2 separate regions of the Oryctolagus cuniculus genome follow, and region 1 is linked to region 2. Evidence: chromatin contacts called from public Hi-C data. All regions are on one chromosome and are shown on one strand. Each heading gives the region's core, a stretch centred on a gene start, on an enhancer-like site or on the middle of the called end of the contact. The rest is flanking DNA. Distances are from core to core; before and after follow the strand shown.

What was found. Hi-C and Micro-C count contacts between places; a contact is called where the count stands out from the background.
Region 1: a Hi-C map of an unstated tissue shows a contact between it and region 2, with 4 times the contacts expected there. The contact joins two enhancer-like sites. A contact is called at or near these places in 3 of 6 Hi-C or Micro-C datasets (ear pinna, psoas muscle and an unstated tissue).

Annotation. Positions count from the first base shown.
Region 1 is chr9:101,372,393-101,375,092 of mOryCun1.1, reverse strand. No RefSeq gene overlaps it. Among named protein-coding and RNA genes, the nearest start is that of PHC1, 32 kb to the right of the region's middle. Within about 2 kb of position 1,367, at least 1 of the 8 cell types and tissues checked has an H3K27ac peak or open chromatin away from gene starts, as enhancers often do.
Region 2 is chr9:101,194,654-101,197,353 of mOryCun1.1, reverse strand. No RefSeq gene overlaps it. Among named protein-coding and RNA genes, the nearest start is that of KLRG1, 95 kb to the left of the region's middle. Within about 2 kb of position 1,428, at least 1 of the 8 cell types and tissues checked has an H3K27ac peak or open chromatin away from gene starts, as enhancers often do.

The DNA.
Region 1 (2,700 bases), core at 118-2,617, 180 kb before region 2:
TCCAGGTCTCCCATGTGGATGCAGGGTCCCAAGCACTTTGGCCACCTTCCACTGCTTTCCCAGGTCCATTAGCAGGGAGCTGGATCAGAAGTGGAGCAGCTGGGACATGAACCAGTGTCTGCACTGGTGCAGGTGGGAGCTTAGCCTGCTACATCACAGCACCAGTGCTGGAGATGAATTTTTTTTTTTTATTTGAGAGGTAGAGTCACAGACAGAGGGAGAGACAAAGAGAAAGATCTATCCATTGATTCAATCCGAAGCCAGGAGCCAGGAGCTTCTTCTCCATGCGAGTGCAGGGGCTCAAGCACTTGGACCATCTCCCACTGCTTTCCCAGGCCACAGCAGAGAGCTGGATCAGAAGTGGAGCAGCAGGGACTAGAACCGGTGTCCATATGGGATGCCAGCACCGCAGGCAGAGGATTAACCTACTGCGCCACAGCACCAGCCCAGAGATGACTTTTAAAGTATAAGACAGACTACTGTGGTGCTTAATAGTGGCTCTTTTCCCAGAACACAAATGGTTGAGGATTTTGGGAAACAAAAGGATGGGGGGCAAATTTCCGACCTGGCCTGAGCCAGGCTCAGGTGGCTCACTATTGTCAGTGATTAACATAGGGTGCAAGAGGAGAGTCAGAAAAAGTCCAGAAAAATGGCCAGGACTCTGGACTGTGGACTACGCAGGGGCAGAAGAGCGTTTCCAATACCCTGTTAAGTTTAGTGCCTGAGGGCTTTGTGTTAAATGACAAAAGACGACCAGGAGAAAAGATTTACTTCACATATATGTGGGACTTCACAACAAAGAGGTAAAAATCCAAAGGACTGGGAGTCATTTTGATGAAGGACAAAACTGTATAGGAGCAAGTTAACAAAGGAGGAAGGGGCCTGGGTTTCTAGAGGTGGTAAATACCTGGAGGACACTCATGGAAGATCAGGATTGTTTTGACAAGGTTATTTGTGCAGATTCAAGTTGGTGCTGACTTTCTTTCTCTCGTGGTAAGGGCTATGCTGCTACGAGAGAGGGGAAGGAGACGTCCTACTGCTTCAAGTGAAATTCAGGCTTCGCTTTTAGGCAGAAACTAGACTAGACAGTGCCTCTGGTGTCTGCTGTTTCATATTTGCTTCAGCTCCAAATAACCTTTATGCAAAGTGACACAAGCTGGAGTGACATATTCTGACCCCTTCCACCTAGGTGGGCAGTGCCATCATTTAGGGTAGAGCCGTAGAAAAGAGTCCGTGCTGAGGTGGGTGTTTGGTGCGGCGGTTAAGTTGCCACTGGGATGCCCGCATAGCATTTCACAGTGCCTGGGCTGCAGCCCTGCCTCCACTCCCCTGTCCAGCTGCCTGCTAATGCACATTGCCGGAAGGCAGCAGGTTGATGGCCCAAGTGCTGTGTCCCTGTCACCCACAGTGCAGGCCTAGGTAGCGTTGCAGGATCCTGGCTTCTGCCGGACCCAGCCCTGACTGTTTCGGGCATTTGCCAAGTGAAGCAGTGGCTGGAAGATGTCTCTCTGTCTCTTTGCCTTACCAACAAATGACTGGTGTGTCCTGTTTAGTATATTGAGTCTCAGAATTTTGGAGGCCTCTAGGTGGAGATGTTGAGCCACTGGGATACAAAGATTTGGCTCGATTACCTCAGAAATCCAACAGGCAAGGGAAGGCGGCAGCCGTGCTGCTAGGATTATCCAGGTAATGTGAGAAGAGGGGGGAAAAGAAGGAAAAGGAGTTCTATTTATATAACAAAGAAAGGGCAAGCAGTTCAGAACCCACGACCCAAGAACTTTTCCCTCCTTACGGTTGTCTCCTGAGGGAGCTCTCCCTAAAATTGCACCCTTCATCAAGGATTTAGAAAGAAATGGAATGGAGGAAGGGACGTGGTATCAGGAAAGAGCCCCACCTCCGGAAGCAACAAATGTAACAGGCAATCTGGAACACAGAAAACTTTTGATCCCTCTTTCTGTAGCCCTGGCTCGAATGTTTATCCTCTCTCATTCTCAGTCTTACAAAGCTTTGTCTTTGTGCCTTTTGTACTGAAATTCCTCCACCACTACATGGGTCTGCTATCATGGATCATTCATTTTCCATACCTGTGGCCATCTTCTTCCACCCGGTGAACCCTTCTGAGTGTCGATTTCTTCCAGGTCTGCTAGACAGTCCTGTTTAAAATCCTAATCTAACTCTGGTATCCCTTTGTTTTAAAACCTTTTAGGAGCTCCTGGGGATGAGATTATATTTTCTTTTCACCAGACCTGATTTAGTTTATTTGGAAAACAGAAGGGTCGGCATTGTGGCATAACAAGTTAAGCCATGGCCTGCAATGTTGGCATTCCATGTGGGCAATGCTAGTTGCTCCTCTTCCAATCCAGCACCCTGCTAATGCTCCTGGGAAAGTAGCGGGAGATGGCCCGAGTCCTTGGACCCCTGAGCCCACGTGGGAGACCTGGAGGAAGTTTCTGGCTCCTGGCTTCGGCCTTGCCAAACCCCAGCTGTTGCTGCCATTTGGGGGTTAAACCAGCAGATGCAAGATCTCTCTTTCTGTCCCCCTCTCTCTGTAGCTCTGACTTTAAAATAAACTAATTAATTTTAAAAACTATGTTTTTATTAAAATTCTTGATATCTAGAAGTGGAGTCCTCTAGTTTTGTGATTCTTCTTCAGGATAACCTTGGCTCTTCCTTGCATTTTGAATTTCCATATAAATTTGA
Region 2 (2,700 bases), core at 179-2,678:
CAATGGTTTCACGTCTGGGCAAAATTCCCTGGAAAATTTCCAAGTGTCCCTGCACATAGTGTCTGGTAAAAAATGCAAGCAGTGCAGACTGTCTCCAGCAGATGGAGCCACTAACCAAAGGTCATTAGATACTTAACAGTGTCTCTCTGGTTTTCTAAGACAGTGAGAGGAACAATTGACATCAATAACTAAGCTACTCACTGTAGCATGCTGAAAAGGAAGGGGAAAATACCACAAATAGATACCATGCAAAAAGCTCAGGGATTGAGAGAAAGGAATTTAATTTTTACCTGTTGTGAAAATCATGACTGGGACCAGTGTTGTACCCAGCAGGTTAAGCTATATGCAATATGAGCATCCCATATCAGAGTGCCAATTGAGTGCTGCTGTGCTTCTGATCCAGCTTCCTGCTAATGTGCCTAGGAGGTAGCAGATGGTGGCCCAAGTGCTTGGATTCCTGCCACCCACATGAGAGACCAGATGGAGCTCTCTTGGCTTCTAGCTTTGGCCTGACCCAGCCCCACTGTTGTAGCTATCTGGAGCATGAACCAGTAAATGGAAGATCTCTATTTCTCTTGCTCTCGCTCTCAATCTCGCTCTCTGTGTGTGTGGATGTGTCTCTCCTTCTTTCTGTCACTTTGCCTTTCAAGTAAATAAATAAATACTTAAAAGACAAAGATATCTAATGGTCAGATAATCAAGTGTGGGGAATTCTCACTTAACCTGACAACCAGGATTCTTGTTCAGACTGGACTCTACAAGGACAGAGAGAGATGTCAAGGTTGGGCCCAGTGAGAAAGGACTCAGAAGTTGAACTGGAGTTTTGGTAAAAGGAGAGCCTTTGTCAGCCTCAGTCAAATTTTGAAAAAAAAAAAAAAAAAAAAAACAATCACATGAAAAATCTGCACCTTAACCCCATCACCATTGGATCTTTATATTCCCCCAATGTGATTTTAGCTCTGTGGTCTCCAGCAGGTTTCAGAATCAGAGGAATGGCCATTACAGAGTCCCAGAGAGGTCCCATCTACTGCCACTTTGCCTGCACACATCCATGAGGTCTCCCCAGCCAGGGTCTGGCCCAGAGGACCTTGATCCCTCACTAGTGATCACCTTGATTAATCTGCCTACCCACAGCCTCCGGAGATTGTGGATAGGATTTCTCATTGTAATCTTGGTCTTCTAGCCTTTGAAATTGCTCCAAGCTGGAGTATACACAGAGGGCTTGTTTAGAGGACTTTAACATCAGGACCCTCAGGTGGTCCCCTTGGCCCACCCAGTCTGCAGCCACACTTCGCCCACATCTTTGTTTCAACACCATCAGGGTCTGCCATATTCATCCCGTTTTGCAATAATCATCCGAAACCTTCCAACTGATGGGGTGACTCACTCTTCCGTGTCTCCCCACTTGCTGGTTTCTTTACTGACCCTGATACATTAAGAACCATTAGTCAGCCTTCTCAGAGTGCTGTTTGATCTTGCAGCCATAAGATCACACTGAATGCCCTTACAGAAGAGGCTCCTCCCTTAATCACATTATTTACCTTAATTTGGGAGGTTGGCACAGTCAGCACTCGAATCGCATCAGCAGCTTCCTGTGGGTGTCCCACCTGGCAGTCTCAGGGGAAGTACACTTTACGGTGGTTTTGATCCAGTGCATTGGAGTTGTCCCCTCCTGTGTGTCTGGACCATGGAGAGTCATCTGTGATTACTTAGTAGGGGACTACAGGCCTTGCGTCAACCTAGACTTGTTATTCCACTCGGCAGCAGCATTTAAAGTCAAAGCACTGTCCCTGATTAGTCACTCGGACATCCCATTTTATTAGTTCCTTGGGAATACTGGTCTACAAAATGATGCAGCTCTTTCATACCAGGCCACTGAGTTTCAGTCACTTCTTGGTTTTTGACCTCCCCGGCGACTGCCTACTCAGAAGGCTGGGCAGTGCTTTCTGTTGTCCCACCATAACTTCTCCCTTTGTGGGTGGCTCTGAGGCTAGTGGTCAAAACTTGGAATAGTGGCACTCAGCCCGACAACAAAGTCTCATGCAGCACTTCCTTTTCCTTTCACATTAGCGATTAGAAATAGCAGTAATAAGGAATTGTACGTTTAGCAAGCATTTTCTTTTTCCTTCCTTGCATGGCCAACAAGCCAACTCCTTGGGAGACAGGGCTACCACCACTTATACATTCTGCTAGTAACTTACACCCTTACAGATCGGCCTCAGCAGGCTGCAGTTTCATACTACAGGTGACTAGGTAGCGATGTTTTTTAGCTGTCTCTCTTCCTTTGATTTTAACAAATGAATATTTCTATAAGAGTTTACGTCTGATTTGCAAATCAACTCAAATATATTTACAATAACTTTTGCTATCAGTAGGTGTGGTTTTGTTTTTAATGCATCTTAAGATATTTCTTCTGTCAACAGCAGTCTAGATTTATATTCATACAAAAGTCTCTCCCAGAATTTTTTGAGAATAAGTTACTGGATGCCCAAGAGTCTTAACTTATTCTTCTTACTATTCCCTGAGCAAACGTGCATTTTGCACTTCCAGTAGCAGAAAGCACAATGCAGTGAACATGATAGGCATTCAAATGAATTAATAAACGAATGAGTTAATGAGATTGATTTCTTCATTCTCAAGGTTCTTGGAAGCATCAATTAAACTGCTGACTCTCTTTAGGGTCCAAATAGCGATTCCATA